Regions from separate parts of the Drosophila melanogaster genome. Here region 1 is linked to region 2. The links are chromatin contacts, called in public Hi-C maps. All regions are on one chromosome and are shown on one strand. Each heading gives the region's core, a stretch centred on a gene start, on an enhancer-like site or on the middle of the called end of the contact. The rest is flanking DNA. Distances are from core to core; before and after follow the strand shown.

What was found. Hi-C and Micro-C count contacts between places; a contact is called where the count stands out from the background.
Region 1: a Hi-C map of the Kc167 cell line shows a contact between it and region 2, with 1.9 times the contacts expected there. The contact joins the promoter of Jhbp2 here to the promoter of opa in region 2. A contact is called at or near these places in 11 of 107 Hi-C or Micro-C datasets (the Clone 8 cell line, the Kc167 cell line, the PNm cell line and 2 more) and 1 of 6 datasets of contacts at active chromatin or transcription factors (the Kc167 cell line).

Annotation. Positions count from the first base shown.
Region 1 is chr3R:4,960,048-4,962,747 of dm6, forward strand. Jhbp2 (Juvenile hormone binding protein 2) reads right to left here and starts at 1,304. Exons shown (of 7, transcript NM_141251.3): 1 at 1,265-1,304; 2 at 847-926. The coding sequence starts at 913.
Region 2 is chr3R:4,851,508-4,854,207 of dm6, forward strand. opa (odd paired) reads left to right here and starts at 1,306. Exons shown (of 3, transcript NM_079504.4): 1 at 1,306-2,547. The coding sequence starts at 1,599.

The DNA.
Region 1 (2,700 bases), core at 54-2,553, 110 kb after region 2:
GAGACAATGAGTCCATTTCGAATGCAATGGTCTGTGTATGTATGTGTGATGTTTTGCATGTTCGTGGATGTCATTGTCTGGCGGAGGCCAGTGAATTAATCAACAGGGCTCACAATGAAAATGAAGATTCGCTTTCCTCCCGTAATTGCGATTCCCATGTCCCAGGTGAATGCGTCAGTTGACGTGGGTTCAAGTTCACAATTATCTTGCCGATCTCACAACGATCGTTGCGAACATGTTCGGACTGAACTATGAATCGCTGGGATGCGATGGGGTGGGACAAAACCGGCGACAGGTTTATGGCCGGGTTAATTATCGAAGTTGTGGTGGGGAGGGATGTGTGAAAACTAATAATAATGACGGGTTTCGGGGGAAGGTTTCCCAAACAGTGTGCCCTCAATGTGAGTTAGAAACCTCTTGTGATTGGTACAGAGCATTTCTTAGAAATTATGGCACAATCGGAGCACTTGAACGTAGAGTTTTTTAGAGGCTAGCCGGCAAAGTACTGAATCAAGGTCAATCCCATTAAGTGGGATCTTTATGGAACCGGGTAAGTGACTGCAAAGCCAGAACTATTAACCGAGGTTATCGTGGCCATCAATTGCCATTCTGGAACCTACCCGACCAGATCCGTCGCAAGTCGACTTTCTTTGTTGCCGGAGCACGTCTTTTGAGGGTGGGCAATTAGCTGTTGCCAAATGCATAGGCCACTTGGGCCAAGTTGGTCGGTGGACGTGTCCAAGGACCGGCTGGAAAGTTAAAGTCGTCGTCGCAAGTGATGTAACTTAGAAAGCTCAGCCAAATAGGTATCACTTATCACACTTCGAGTATTTGATCACTACTTACGCTGCTCCTGGGCAAAAGTGGAGCCCAACACGGCGACGAGCACAATGAAGACCATCTTTCCGCTCATTTTTCGGGTTCGTCTGCATGAAAGTACAAGTAAACGGAAGTTGGCTAAGATGGACTCTGTGTTTCACTTTTCTAGTTTCGTAATTGATTAGCAGCTTTTGGATATGGATATGCTAATTTCGCCCAGATGACGCAGCCCGCGCTCTTTACGAGCGAAAGTGAAAAAGTCGGGATAGAATTTAAAGCGCCCAAGTACGAGCTGCGATTGGGTTTCACTTTGGGGCCGAAATTCTGTCTTCGGTCTCGGTCTGGAAGTGGGTCACACAGCCAATCCCCAACCAGTTCACTGTTTGTTCTTGAATAAAGAATCCGACTGTCTGCTGTCTTCTGCTTTCTTCGTCTCTGCGCTTACTTTGCGTCCAACTTTCACGCGACTCGGCTGAGGAATGAGCTCGGCCTGCGTTGGTCCAAGCCATTTTAACCAGCCAGAAGCTCGAAAGCGCTGGCGAAAATGCAGCGAAAGAGATGGCGAAGGGAAACCGAACAACAGGCCTTCTTGCCACACCCCAGAAATCGGTGGGGCAGACAGTCCGTCGGCTGGGACCTTAAGCTTTGAGTTCCATATAACATATAAACACGCATTTAGAGTTTGGGTTTAGGTCTGAAAGATATTTCCAAAAATGTTGGATTTAAGTAAGTATTTATGCCTATGGGATGAAATGGGATATCCCTGCTCTTACTACCCGCAGATTGCATTCCCGTTTTGATAATATAGCCCAATACCTAATACTACATTACCTCACGATTTTTCTCGGTGTACATTTGCGGGTAGTAATTTTGCCGGGGCCGCAGGCCCGAAGGTTAAGTGTAAAGGGTCTCTGACTCGGAGCCTAACCTCCCACAGCCGCGATTGCAGCCTGGTAATGAGGCTGTCATGAATCATCCGAGCGACTTGCCATCATTAGCGGTTCTACAAGCCGGTATTAGCCCAGTATTGCGATGAATTTCTTTGTTATGCTGCCTTTCAGCCCTTCGTGGGCCGCACTTCCACTTGTGGCCAAAAGGTCAAGCGGTGCGATTAGAACCACGAGCTTTCCAAGAGGCGGGTGGCAAATCTGCTTTGGGCACTCATCATCCATTCATCCATCCATCCATCCATCCATCCATACATAACAAAGCATGCACTGAGCCAGTCACAGAGTGTGTTAACCCTAATAATTCAGAAACGTGTATTTGCTCAGCGCGTTGAGGTATTGATGGTATGGTGACTTGCCCCCAAACGAAATGCAATTGTCTTTCAAAACCTTTCGGGGATCTTTGTGTACTGTTGGGAACGATTCCGGTTATTGACCATTGTCTGTTTTGCATTTAAATTGTAAACTGGAGGTGGAAGGGCCTCGTGATTCGTGCGGGAGTGCTCCAAATTACGAGAACAAATAAGAAGTTAAATATATAACTAATTTGTCTAAACATAGTTTTATATTGACTTATACACTTGACTTTTTAGTGTCCACTTAAAAATCATATACGATTATAGTTTAATGAAATGCCGAACGCTTACGCACAAATCATATCTTATGCGTTTAACTAGCGCTTAACTAACTAACTAACATGTAGATAATTACTTACTCTAAGAGTAGAAGACACGAAATATTACATTCTGCGCCTAATTGAGTATATGTTTTGCTTACCATCGGACAAAGTAAATAATATTATTTTATAATAAACTTTAAAGAAGTATCAGTGGCTTTTTTAACATTCTTATGTTGCCACACTGAAATTAAAATTTGTTTTTTCCATTTATATTTATTTTTGATCAAAGAAAATGGAATGAAAAATAAGACCAAT
Region 2 (2,700 bases), core at 56-2,555:
TTAGCATGGAATCACATGGTCTTTTCTTGCTCTCATTCTCATTTAAACTTTACCAGGAAATATTGTTTTCTCAAACGATAAATTCAGGGCAATATATTTGATTAGAAAATACTGTTTTTGAATAAAAATTTGATTACTCAATATATATCCAAATTCAATTTGATTTTAATTATTATCGTTTTAAAAGCTTAAGCAATTTTTAATACTCTGCCAGCAATTACATATCAACCTTAAATTATCTACAGATGAGGACTAGTTCAAAACACGAATACTAAACGAAGACAATTTTGATGTTAACGACCTTCCTTTTGCATCGCTCAGTTTTTGGATTGTAAATAGAAAAAATCATATATTTTGAGAAGAGCGTCTGACTATATACATACAGCATAGTGTTATACCATATTATCACAAAGCAAATGTTTTGTATGAAAATAAATTTATACATTTTTGCCCTATGCAGGCGAAGTATCACTTCACAGTCTGCCCCAAAAGCCACTTTGCCGGGGCACTTAACACTCAGCAGAATCCAATCAAGTCGATTGATACAAGATTATGTATTGATTCGACTACTGCTTATTGAAAATTCCATAAATTAGCAAATGAAAAACAGAGCGTTTGGCGCTAATGAAATCTCGTACGTCTTTATGGCGCAACCTAAACAAAACGGCTGGAAATCTCCGATGTCCGAGCACGGAATGTGCTTAATATCATTAAAATCAATAAAATAAACAACTAATTTGATAAGCTGACAGCTGGGCTACCCGAAGTGGCGGGCTATTCGTCCGCCGTGACAATGAGGAGCGGGCTGGAAAATGCATCCCCGCGAGCTTTCAATTGGCTGCCCGTCGGTCCAATCAGCATTTGGGCCCCCTGCACAGGCGCACGCCGCACGCTGTCGGCCCACCACCCAATGGCCAACCGCAGTGGGTGTTAATTTTCGCGAAACCAGTTTGCCGAGCGAGAGGGCGCTATGGTCGGGTGGGTTCCAATTGGACTGAGTGCGCAGCCTCTGTGCTCTTCTGTCCGACTCTGGAGCATGCGAGGAGGCGGCCATTTTCTTAGAGTTGTCGCACTCGCACCCATGGCTCAGGCCTATCCGACAGAGTGGTGGCTTGTGCCGAATACACCATGGCAAGCGCAACTCACCACAGGCAGGTCATACGCCTGGCCTGCTCGCACTCGCGCTTTCGTTACCCTCTATTCATTTTACGTCGTGCATAGGTCGATCCCATTCGCACGCATGCGATCGTCGGCAGATATTTTCACGAGGCAACACAGCAGCGAGTTAGAATTTCAGGAGCATTTCAGTCCTGCTGCGCATCTTGAAACGTCAAGTCTTGGCATTCGGTTAGCGTCAAGTCTTGCTGCGATTCGAACGCCCCAGAAACGCATCGCGCGCGAGTGCATTACGTAAATAAGTATCAAGTCGCATGCGAAATATCTAAGAGCGAAATAAGCGCACAGTATATACAGCTAAGTGAGGTGACCTCAGTGCGTGATGGGCTCATTGGCCTAGCAAAGTGCGAATCGAAAACTTGTAGTTCAGTTCTTTCTGAATTAATTTTAAAAACATATAAGCGAGCAATAACACTGTAACCATGATGATGAACGCCTTCATTGAGCCGGCTCAGCACCACCTGGCCAGCTACGGGCTGCGAATGTCGCCCAACACCACCGCCAGTAACAGCAACGCGCAGCAGCAACAGCAGCAGCAACTGGAGATGACCCAACAGCAGCAGCAACAACAGCAACAACAGCAGCAGCAACAGCAACAGGATCAGGAATCCGCGGCGGCCACTGCTGCAGCCTATCAGAACTCCGGATATGGGCACTTTAACAGCTATGCCTCCCGGGACTTTTTGCTGGGCAGGAGGGAGGCCGAGTACGGTGTGGCAGGATCCGCCGGACAGGCCTCCGCCGCAGCGGATTCCATGCTCTTCTCCGGCTTTCCCGCTCAGGCCGCGGAGCTGGGCTCCGGGTTCGGACAACACCCCTTCCACAGCCACCATCACCACCATCAGATGCGAATGGGCATGGCGGATGCCTACGCCGCCGGCCACCCGTACAACCACCACGGCAACTTCCCGACGGCGGCAGTGCACCACCCGGTCGTGCACCACCCGTCCCACCACGCCATGTCCGCGATGCACCCGGCCGGAGCAGGGGCCTTCCTGCGCTACATGCGCCATCAGCCGGCCTCGTCCGCCTCCAGCGTTAAGCAGGAGATGCAGTGCCTCTGGATAGACCCCGACCAGCCGGGCCTGGTGCCCCCGGGCGGCAGGAAGACCTGCAACAAGGTATTCCACTCGATGCACGAGATCGTCACCCACCTGACCGTGGAGCACGTGGGCGGACCCGAGTGCACCACCCACGCCTGCTTCTGGGTGGGCTGCTCTCGCAACGGACGCCCTTTCAAGGCCAAGTACAAGCTGGTCAACCACATCCGCGTCCACACCGGCGAGAAACCTTTCGCCTGCCCGCACCCGGGTTGCGGCAAGGTCTTCGCCCGGAGCGAGAACCTCAAGATCCACAAGCGGACGCATACAGGTAAGTGTGGCGGTGCATTCCGCTTTATATTTAAACCATATTAAACCATTCATTAAACTAAGAAAATACTTTTATTTAGTTTTGGTTTGGCAGTCAAATTCTGTGTGTAATTATTCCTGTTTTATAAAGATCTTAATACTAATAGAAAGTCGA